Regions from separate parts of the Mus musculus genome. Here region 2 is linked to region 1. Evidence: chromatin contacts called from public Hi-C data. All regions are on one chromosome and are shown on one strand. The core of a region is the stretch at or near the end of the contact, and the rest is flanking DNA. Distances in the headings are between cores, read along the strand shown. Region 1 has its middle 28 kb from the start of 1700080N15Rik. Region 2 overlaps Frmd4a (FERM domain containing 4A).

Evidence for each region. Hi-C and Micro-C count contacts between places; a contact is called where the count stands out from the background.
Region 2: a contact with region 1 is called in a Hi-C map of cortical neurons, with 2.6 times the contacts expected there. The contact joins two enhancer-like sites. A contact is called at or near these places in 3 of 484 Hi-C or Micro-C datasets (cortical neurons and liver).

The regions. Positions count from the first base shown.
Region 1 is chr2:4,110,678-4,116,395 of GRCm38.p6, forward strand. It overlaps a transcript of Frmd4a not described here. Among named protein-coding and RNA genes, the nearest start is that of 1700080N15Rik, 28 kb to the right of the region's middle. Within about 2 kb of position 3,039, at least 7 of the 459 cell types and tissues checked have an H3K27ac peak or open chromatin away from gene starts, as enhancers often do. A contact at or near this core is called in cortical neurons, where this site is marked.
Region 2 is chr2:4,206,165-4,211,882 of GRCm38.p6, forward strand. The region is part of intron 1 of Frmd4a (FERM domain containing 4A); the gene reads left to right. Among named protein-coding and RNA genes, the nearest start is that of Gm39752, 38 kb to the right of the region's middle. Within about 2 kb of position 3,272, at least 6 of the 459 cell types and tissues checked have an H3K27ac peak or open chromatin away from gene starts, as enhancers often do. A contact at or near this core is called in cortical neurons, where this site is marked.

The DNA of each region.
Region 1 (5,718 bases), core at 1,789-4,288:
TCAGTGAGTGAGCACCAGAGCTCCAAAGGTTTGCTTAGAACCTGTGCTAAGCAACTTTGACTTTATACTGACTGTCATGGTCACCCCTGAAGTTCATTAAAAGCAACAGAAATGTGTCAGAAGAAACCCTCTTGGTCTGGGTTTGAAGAACCAAGTAGGCTCTTGGGGAGGAAGCAGACCAAAGAACAGGAAAGAAATCTGCCAGGAGACAAAATGAAGTGATGGGGAAGCCAAACTGGTGGTGGCTGCAGGGAAGGGGAATTCTCAGGATGTAGAATTAGTGGGTTATTGATAGCTATGCTGTGGTGGGTGATGGAAGCAGAGATTAAGGATAGTGCCAGAGTTGAATCTCCCCAGCATCATGTGTTGAAATCCTAATGCCCCGTGTCTTTATTACAAGGTGACATTTGGACACAGACATGGGGACAAAATGAGAAGACACAGGTAAAAATTGTTCATCTCAACACCGAGTGGGAAGATCTAGAACAATTTCTCCCTTGTGGTTTGCAGAAAGGTCAACCCTGGTGACAATCGAGCTAGTGAATTCAGCCTCCAAGACTATGAAATGGTGAATTTCTATGATTTAAGCCTCCAAGGGTAAGGAGCAGGATCAGAAAAGGACTCCTGCTATGAGTGGCATGAACACAGCTTTGAGCCTATTAGTTGTGCTCTAGTTGGCTATGGCATGGATGGTCAAGGCTCAGGAGAGAAAGCTGGATGTGTAGTGACTGATTTGGGAGAGTCCCTGGCATGTAAGCAGGATCTGACACAGCAGAGAGGCCCTTGGAGGGAATATGGTGTAGAAGGTGACATGAGAGAGGGTGAGCCCTGCTCTAACTTTGGATTCTTTGCTTCTGTGACAAATAAGACAGCTTCATTATGTGCTGTCTTGGAATAGTTGCCATAGGAACCAGCAATAGAGTAGTGCATAGCAAGACCACCCAGAGGCTGTACTCAGGTGTGACATGGGTTAAGAAATTGAGCCTTGAGATGGTCCTAGACACAATGATGAGATTCTGACCCTCACAAACTTGTCTTGTTGAAGACAAGAGCTAGAAAACCCAAATATTAAATCGCTAATTTCTGTTGAGAAATAGGAGCATGTGGTAGGACATACATGTGTGTCTGCCTAACCAGCTTTTTTTGCAAATGGTAGGAGAGATGGAGAGAGAAACACAGCACAGGCATCAAAGGATTGTTTGGTGTATGTCAATGGATAAGCATTATAATTAGAATTTTACCCCTGTAAGCTAACCCATAGGATGCTGGTATCTGAAAACTCTTCACAGGAAAAAGTAGTTCAGAATTTAACAAAAATGCAAGCAATTTTAACATTGCAAACTACTTCCCAGGCAAGTACATTAGCCTATCTTTTGGATTTTTAATGATTTGTTTTAAGGCAGTGTCTCATATATCCTGGAGTGACATTATTATTTATCTCCGGATGATCTCTAATCTCCCTTCTCAAGTACTGGGATTATAGATGTGTGCCGTGTGCCACCTTTGAGATTTGTTTGTTTGAGTTAGGGTCTCACTCTGTAGCCCAGGAACTAATTACGTAGCCACCCTGGGCTTCAAACTCATGGCAAGCATCCCAAGTGTTGCGAGTCCAGGTCTATATCCTCAGGTCTGCTATTAACCAGTCTTAAATAGCTGGAAACACGATCTTTGTTCTTAGGGGTGATATTGAAGGAAGGAGTGAAAAGAAAATACAATTCAGTTGGACTTTCCAAGGACCCCTATCTCATGGGAAGATTGTCACAGAGAAAATTATGACCATCTAGTGTCAAGTGTTCTAGGAGAACTACAAAAGGCCACAGGAGACAATCACGTGCCAGGGCGGCCTCTCAGAGGAAGGTGTCTTTCTAGAGGTGCTTGCTCCATGTTTAGAAATAAAAATTCGTTGATTTTAAGACATTCTTTAGAAATAGGGCTGTATTAGTACCGTTTTTCATTTTTGTTGTAGTTTATTTGTTTTTACTGAGGAGGCACAGATCTGAGTCATCCCCCTCCTCTCTTAAATGGGTAAAATCTTCTCTTCCCCGCAGAGCTGTGGACTCTGAGGAGCTCCTGGCACCAATTTATCTTATCACAGGAGGGATTTGAGGGAACACCGGGCAAAGCCTGTTTCTGCAGATGATTGATTTCAGTTAGACTTTTAGCAGCAATGAATTAATAGGAGTGTAGAGGTATAGGGGCAGGGAATCATGCTGCAGCTACCTGTACAGTCATGGAGAAGAGTTCAGCAACAGGGAGGTTGAAGGATCGGCCTGTTCCCTCCAGTCACAGTTGCCTCTTGGAGGAGCATATATGGGATTCTTGTAAGCCACAAACTATAAAGAGTGTATCTAAGGTCTAATGGCACTGGAATCCACTGCCTTCCATAGGACAACCCTTTCTAGATGTTAGCTTTGACTAGTGTTGGGGAAGAAATAGGGGAATTCTTGGCTACGACAGTGTTCTTATAGAGATAGCGATAAAAACAAACAAACAAACAAACAAACAAACAAACACCAATACTCTGAAGGGTCAGTATGCCGATCCGCTAAGAGGTTTTCCCTGCTTCATCCAGAAGTGGAGACCATAGCAGGTATCATCTCATGGGACTGGGAGTTCCCTTACCAGTGGCTCTAACATCTTATTAATTTCAAAACCCACTGAGTCACCAAGATCTTGTACCACAAGAAAATGTAAGCAATATTACTCTTTGCAAAGCTTTTATTCTGGTGGAGTTCATCTATTTAAATTCATGACTGATCGTGGGAGGAAGGGTGTGGCCCTAGTACAATGAGAAGGGTCGTAAGCAATGACGTCACACTTTGAATGGTTTAGAGGTAGCTTTTAACTTGAATCCTTTATGATGTTAATTTATACTGTCTGTTATTCCTGGTGTTTCTGTCTGTCTCCCACTGTGCCCTGCTCATGCTCTTGCTCTTTTCCTCCCTGCCTTCTAAGGAAGACCTTAACTATAAGCCCTCCCGAGTAGCTATCCTTACCTTTGGCAAGTTCGCTCAGTGGTGAGCTCATGCTTAGCTATGCTTGCCAGCACCTCTGCTTCCGAATTCAAAGCTGCACTCACATGGAATAATGAAACCTTCTGCTAAGAGAGACTGACTGAGGTTAGTTGATAATTATTCTTCTCTGCCAACAAAGAGCACAAACACACAGGAGTTTCTAATGATTTCACAGCTAATTTGTATGCACCAAAAATAATTAACATCATGTAAATTTTCCTTGCCGGTTGAGTCTTTTTTGAATATTGAGAGATATGTCATTTTAAAATAATTTCATACTTCACTGATGGACTAGAATTGAGACATTGGATGCCTATGGCATACAGGTGCTGGTGGGCAAGTGCTCCTCAACAGAAGACAGGGATATCTAAACCGTCCAGAGTCAGTTACCATCCTTCAAGAGAGACAACAGTCTTAAGGCTGTTATCTACGGAAGCAAGTAACACTTTCTCAACATTCAACACAGAACCACAGTCCCTGTAGTAACACTGATGGGTTCGGACATAAAATCATTGGCATGAGAATTCCTTTTGAATTTGAAATAACAAGTACAGATGTGCTTGGATTTTCTCTACTATTAAAAGATGATGGACTGGAGAGATGGCTCAGTGGTTAAGAGCACTGACTACTCTTCTGAAGGTCCTGAGTTCAAATCCCAGCAACCGCATGGTCGCTCACAACCATTTGGTGCCCTATTCTGGGGTGTCTGAAGATAGCTACAGTGAACTTACATATAATAAATAAAGAAATCTTTTAAAAAAGGAAAAAGAAAGAAAAGAAAAGATGATGCAGATATAAGTATACCAATCCAGTTTTAAAGAAAACAGTGAAATTAGTTTAGTTATGATGGAAAACAAAATACCATTTCCTCAGAAAACTGAACACAGAAGTGTTGTATGATTCAGCCATTCCATTTCTGGATTTGTTTCTGAGTATAGATTCACAGATGAATGGATAAAGAATGCATCACACACACACACACACACACACACCACATACATATGACACATTCACACAAACACTTAACACACACATATCACACACACACATAACATACACTCACACACATACACACACATCATGGAGAGGGAGAGAACATAGAGAGGGCAGGGGGTGTTATTCATCCATGAGGAGGAAGAAAGCATATTCTGACACTGGAGGAAACTAAAGGTCTTTGTGTAAGTAAAATAATCCAGAAACACAGCTGCATGGGCTCTCTTGCACATGAAGTCACAACAAGCTGGCCTGCAAATAGAACACTGATTACTAAGAACTGGAAAGGATGCAGAGCAAGAACGACGGTTGGACATGATCAATACATATAATATGCACGCAGCATCCCGTTAATATGTATTAGCAAAATATTAATACTTAAAGTGTACTAATAACACCCAAGAGGAAAAGAACAGTGTTGAGTCTTCCCCAGATCACACCATGGAGGGTTAGCTCTGAAAGGCTGTAGGAAGAGTACAGCCCCACCCAGGATCTGCCATGAGGTATCTCACCTGACCCCCAGTCTTCTGTCTCCACAGTCTTTGAGGCAGTGAAACTAGGCTTCTATTTTCACTAAAGCCCCATGTTTGGCTCTTCTCCCACAACCTATGTACCCAGGAAGAAGTCATCCCATACCCATTTAGGACAAGTCCTGGCTCTAGTTCTCCCCAGAGTCCTGACTCAGTCCAGAAGAGGTAAGTCACCTCCCATCCAAAGGACAGCACATTTGATGACATGTCAGCTTCACTTTCATGCTTCCCAACTGTGGGCCTGTGTATGCACATGTGTCCCCTGTGCCCAAATCTTGGTGGACACCTGGGTAGGCACCATTGTCATCGCCTGTGAACTTTCTAATGGAGTTGAAATGTGAGATCATAGAATTTTCAAGAGGAAAACAAGTCAAAGCATTGTGTCCATCAGTCTTAGGGTCTTGTTGCCTTGAAGAGACACCATGATCACTGCAAGTCTTCTAAAGGAAAACATCTAACTGGGGCTGGCTTACAGTGTCAGAGGTTCAGTCCACGACCATCACAGAGGGAATGGATCATGAAGGTGTGCAGGCAGACATACTGCTGGAGAGTAGCTGATAGTTCTTAACATCTTGATCAGAAGGTAGTGGGTAGAGCTTGTGCATATTAGACCTCAAAGCCCACCTCCACCGTCACACACTTCCTCCAACAAGGCTACATCTCCTAATAGAGCCACTCCCTAAGGCCAAGGATTCAACTACATGAGTCTATGGGGCCATTCCTATTCGGACCCTCACACCAGGCTGGAGGGTGAAATGATGCATTTTGCAGCAGGCTTCCATTGTTTGGGGGTAAAACTTGCTGAGTCGCCTGACTGCACAGTTAATTCCCACCTCCACTCCCATATTTGCAATATTCTTTTAAGCTTTATTCAAGATCTGCAAATAGAAGCCCTAAGAAAAGCTTCCCACACGAGTAGGAGAAAACTGCACCCTGCTATCGTACTCTGTGGGGAACTCTGTGATTATGCGCAGTTGTATTGCATGTGCTTTTAATCTTTCATTAGCTTTATACTTTTTCTCTCTCAGAGAAAGAAGATCCCAAACTAAAAATTCACTTTCTTACTTTTAGGTTATGAAGCTAAAAAATTACAGTTCAAAAGAGAGAGACAGAGAAAGTCATTTTTTTAATGCTTTCACAAAGACTCGGTAGTCTGTGGCCCTAATGATCATATTCTGATG
Region 2 (5,718 bases), core at 2,022-4,521, 96 kb after region 1:
ATATCATAGCCGTAGTCTGCGGCAAGAAGATTAGAAGGCTAGTTATGGTAGGATAGAATCGAGTGATGTTCTGCGAATATAAAATGTACATCTGATTTCAATGACAGAGCTGCTCTTGACTTTGAACTTCCAGAGACTAGATTCTCATTATATTCTTGGGACTCAGGGCAATTCTTAGAATGTAGTCACTGGTCTAACACGTCCGCTGGCTGGCTGCGTGGATTTCCTACATAGTAGCTATAGGTAGGCAATACTCTAATACTCTATAGCCACTCCTTTGAGCTCATTCATTCTCCCACAGTCCTTTAGAGCCAGAAGTTGCTGTTTAGCATGCAGGCGGCTGTAACAGATCCCACCCCAACACCAACATGTGCCAGTCCCTGTGGATTATCTTGGGATTTTACAGGATGTTTCACCTACTGGTTGATCTGAAGGACTCTTTTTGTTTTGGTTTGGTTTGGTTTTTCGAGACAGGGTTTCTCTGTGTAGCCCTGGCTGTCCTGGAACTCACTTTGTAGACCAGGCTGGCCTCGAACTCAGAAATCTGCCTGCCTCTGCTTCCCGAGTGCTGGGATTAAAGGCATGTGCCACCATGCCCTGCGATCTGGAGGACTCTTAAACTCTTTATATTTTCTAGTTTTATGTCAACTTGATACATAGTAGAGTCATCTGGGAGTAGGGATTCTCCAGTGAGAAAATGTCTTTATTAGATTAACCTATAAGTGAGTCTGCTGGATATGTTCCTTATTGCCAATGGTGTGGAAGTGTTCCTTGTAGTTTTATGCTACCACCTTTTGCTCCGGGATCAGCCGTGCTACCAGCTCCCTCCCCTCCCAGCTTCCCTTCTGCTCTACCCGCCTTTAGCTCCAGAGATGAAAGTGCTACCAGCCCTCTCCCAGCTCCCCTGAAACGGCAGAGGAAAGACACACACAATTTGTTCCTTTATAATTTGCCTTCTTTGCACAAGTACTGGGTGTGCTAAACACCTTTAGCCACCTACCTGTAGTAGTGTTCACAAGCTCCAGCTCCCCCTTCGACCTCACACGGTGTCTGTGTTGTTCTTCCTTCAAAGCATGGCAGAAAAACCTCCCTCTCCTACCTTGTGTCTACCTTTTTCTCCAGGGACATGGAGGTCCCACTTATACCTTTAGCCTAGCAATTAGCCCCCAGTTTTCTTTACTGACAAATCAAGAGCCAATTGGGGAACAGGACCTTAGCATCAGCACCACCCCTCTTCATGGGGGTGGCAAGCCCACTTTGGAAAGTACCACCTCCAAGCAGGTGGGCATGAATTGTATATGAAAACAAGCTTAGGCTAGTCCTCTGGTGGTGGCTTATCTTCCAAAGAAGCAGACTGTGCAAACCATGAGGAGCAAGCCACCAAACAGCTCTAGGGAGTAAAGTCAGGTTGTCTGCACAGACCTCACTTACCCAAGTGAGGCAACTATGAGTTCCAGAATCAAAGCACACTCAAAACTTAGTTATTCTTAAAGTCCTTCTCCCATCTCAGAACCAGGATGGGCCTAACGTATAGGCCATAGATCCTCCAGAGAGAAGAGAGCCCATAGGAAACTGTAAACAGGAGTGGGTAAGTGATACACATATGTGTATGAGAAGCTTGCCCAAGCCATTTTCTTTCATCTTTGCTGGAGCATCAAATGGGAAACAATGACTGTGACTTTTTAAATTTTTGCTTCTCCCACCTCCCTGTTGCTGAAGACCAAAGCCAGGGCCTTGCACTTTCTAGGTAAACACTGCACCACTGAGCTAAATATCAGTCTTAGGAAGAAACAGAACTTCTAAAGAAAGCTGTATTCAAGTATGGATTTGCTCTAAAGATACTACTGAGGTTATAGCATTGGCCACCTACAAGAGTGCTCAGCACCCTGATGTTAGAATAAGTTGGATGCAGAGCAATGGCCTTGGCCTTACCCTACCTGGAAGCTGAGAAAAGCCATTCCCTAATTATCTGGATGAGATATGAATGATAAGAATGTTTTATTCAATAACAGCAATGTGTTGAAGAAGGAAAAATAAAAACAAAGAGGAAAAGGTGGAAGAAGAGGAGGAGGTGGTGGAGAAAACAATAGCAATCATATATACATACATTTCTAATTGGAGTCTCACTATTCTTTGTTTAGCATAACTCAAAAACAAAAACAATCACTGAATAATTCTTTTAAATAAGCCTTATATATACTTGTATTTAAAACTTTTAAAATATATTAATAGTGGTAAAATGAAAATTGATACACTACCCAGAATTAATTGAGCTCTACCTACCTAGTTTGCTTTCTGTTACTGTAATAAACACCATGGCAAAGGCAACTGAGTGGGGAGAGGTTTTATTTTGTCCTGCAAGCTAAAGTCCATCATTAAGAGAACTCAAGCTGGAAACGGGGCAAAAACCAAGGAGAATGCTGCTTACTGGCTTGTTCTCTAGTTCCCCCTGCTACCTTCCTTATATGACCCAGGCCCACCAGCCTAGGGATGGTATTACTCAGAATGGGCTGTGTACTTGTACTTCAAAAAGCAACTAAAAACTGTTCACAGACATCGCCATAGTCCAGTCTGATCCAGGCAGTTCTTCAGATGAGATTACCTCTTCTCAGGTGACTCTAGATTTGTTTCAAGATAAAACTTGAATCTATGACAATATATATATATGCCATAAAAAAGGGATCAGAGAATCCAGATATGGAAGCATACAACTGTAATCCCAGCACAGGAAAGGCAGGGAGGAGGAGAGCATGTTTGAGGCCAATCTGAGGTGTATCATAATACCCTTCCCAGAATAAAACAAGAGAATAAAGTTAAAAAAACACACTAGATTTACAAGCTGCTCCTGGACCCAGTACAGTCATTTGTGGCCAACCACTCTGAGTTTCACAATTAGAACACACTTAGCTAGAGTCACGTTTTATAGCTTCTGTCTATCTCCATAACTGTAACAGTTACACTCAATGAACAAGGAAGGAGGTAGAAGCATCAGACAAGCCTTTATTTTGAATTTGGAAAGAAATTGAGTGCGGTAATTTGCTTCCCATAAGCCGAGGTTAATGTGAAGATGGTGAGGTCCCCGTGGACCTATTGTTCCCTCGAAGAAGCTCATTCCTTCTTTAATTATCATAAAGTGTAAATGTGGCCACTCTAGACCACCACAGACGGCTCTCACCATCCTCCACTCCCTCATCTCTGTGCTGACCAAATGCACACACCTGCCAGATTCGCTCTCCGAAAATGTCACATTAATCATGTTTTCTCCAGCTCGCTGATCTTCACAGCTCCTAATTACTGAGCAGATTTCCTTCCAGAGCAGACTTGACAGCCCCAGGCTCTCCTTGCTGGGCTCTCGTGTGGCTGACTTTCTGTGGGGCCCCCTTCCCTCCAGTCCTATCCTCCTGACCAGCCAGACTCAATATTTCTGCACTTAGCCATAAGCTTTGCCCAACACATAGAATTTCTTCTAACCGCCTGAGGCTAGGAGTCTCTACATTTCTCTGCCTTCCTCTATTCCAGAATCACAGAGCATCTGCATGAATCAGAGCCATGGGTGATTCTACTTCCTCTTCCTGCCCCATGGGATGTCTTTCCTCTTCACTGCCTCTTCCTGCCCCATGGGATGTCTTTCCTCTTCACTGCCTCTTCCTGCCCCATGGGATGTCTTTCCTCTTCACTTCCTCTTCCTGCCCCATAGGAGGTCTTTCCTCTTCACTTCCTCTTCCTGCCCCATGGGATGTCTTTTCTCTTCAGAGCTCTTACAGCTTAATTTGTTGTCATCTATTTGCCAATTAGTCATATACCCTCTCCATGTTGAATTTTCTTTGGATTTCAGAGGCAGGGTCTCACTGGGTAATCTAGACCTGCCTAGAACTTTATATGGAGCTGACCTCCAATCCACGAGCCTCTTGCCTCTTCCTGAGTGCTGAATTTATAAGGATGTGCCATGGTGCCTAACTCCTGTTATTTAAAATTAGAATAGTTAACTCAAAAACATTAAGAAGTCTTACCACCGTGATCATTACAACCACGTTCTCCTTTCCATACTTGACATATTTTGCCTGTGGTAGATATGCTCAATAAACATGTCTTGTACTGAGAATGTTCTTTGCATGGATGAATTAATTAATCCATAATTAATTAATGGGTTGATTTCATTAAAATTCAGTGTCAAAAGACTTCTGTACTCTGCAGAGCAGAGCCAGTCATCATGATTCAGGCTTAGCAATGACTCCAGAGTAGACGACTGCCTGTGTAAGGGAAAAGAATCTTACATTCTTACGTCCATGACTTTCTCATCGCTGAACCAAAACAGCCATCAGAAGCATGGAACAGGGGGAAAGGCGCACAGCTGCAGGGGGACGTTGGTTCTTTGTGGAGGTGAAGGCATGGCAACAGAAGCATCTCCATCAACAGTAGTGACAGTGTGTGGTGGCAGCTTCTTCATGTGGGGGGTGCAGACCGGGAAACAAAGGGTGTGTGTGTGTGTGTGTGTGTGTGTGTGTGTGTGTGTGTGTGTGTAGTTATACGTCTGTCAAAGGAATGTGGAGAAAAGAGGTTTCTTTTTCTGTCACTGTCACTCTGTGAGCAAAGCTTGGTTGTCATTTTGACTTGCCTAGGAAGAAGGAGGAATTTCCTCCACCATATTGGCCTAGGGAATGTCTAGAGAACATTTTCTTGATTGCTAACTGTTGTAAGAGGGCCTGGCCTACTGTAGTTGCAAATAGTGTTAGGAAGAGAGTCCTGGGCTGTATTAGAAAACAGGCTGAGCATAAACTCACTAGCAAGCCAGTAAACAGCATTCCCCCGTGGTCTCTGCTTCAGTTCCTGCCTTAAGGCTCCTTCCTTGAGTTCTGCCCTAACTTCCTTCAGTGATGGAGTGATGGCAGGAAATAAACCCTTTCCTCCCCAGCATGTTCTGTTTCAGCAACAGATATCAAACTAGAACACACTCTTTCCCCTATAGGGTCTCTCAATGAACCTGGAGCTAGGCTGCTGGCCAGCAAACCCCAGAAATCCTCCTGTCTCTGCTTTCCAGTGTGGGGTTACAAGTAAGCATGGCAAGTCTTTGTTTTTAACAGGTTCTGGGGTCTGATCTCAGGCCCTCGTGCTTGAACAGCGAAAGGTCATACCCACTGAGACATCTCTGCAGAGTCACAATTTGCTTTACAAAAAAAAAAAAAAAAACTAGCAAGACCCTGTCTCAACACACACACCACCACCACCACCACCACCAACAACAACAACAACAACAACAACAACAACAAAATAGATATGCACTTCAGTTATCCAAAGTGTTTTATTTCTGCATTCTCATGTCGAGTCAAAAAACAAAGAACCTTGCAAATTTTGTTGACATAGTAACTTCCATGCCACCCTGGGCAACTTAATGAGATACTCCTCTCCAAGAAAGAGCCGTTTCTGTTTTCTTTCCTTTTAACATTGGTGGTTTTTTTTTTTAAATCTCTCTCTCTCTCTCTCTCTCTCTCTCTCCTTTCTTTGCAATGCTGTCATTTTCTTTGTGGTTTTCATGACACAACAAAGCAAACTAGAGATGATGTGCTGGGCAGATGACAATGGAGGAGAGCAGGGAACTGCCCATCCCCCTCCCTGGCTTTCCTACGATGTTGGTCTCCCTATTTCCTCACATGGACTATCTTGTCCTCTGAGATGCTTTCATTCAACAGCAGTTTTTGATTCCATGATTGCTCCTCAGTC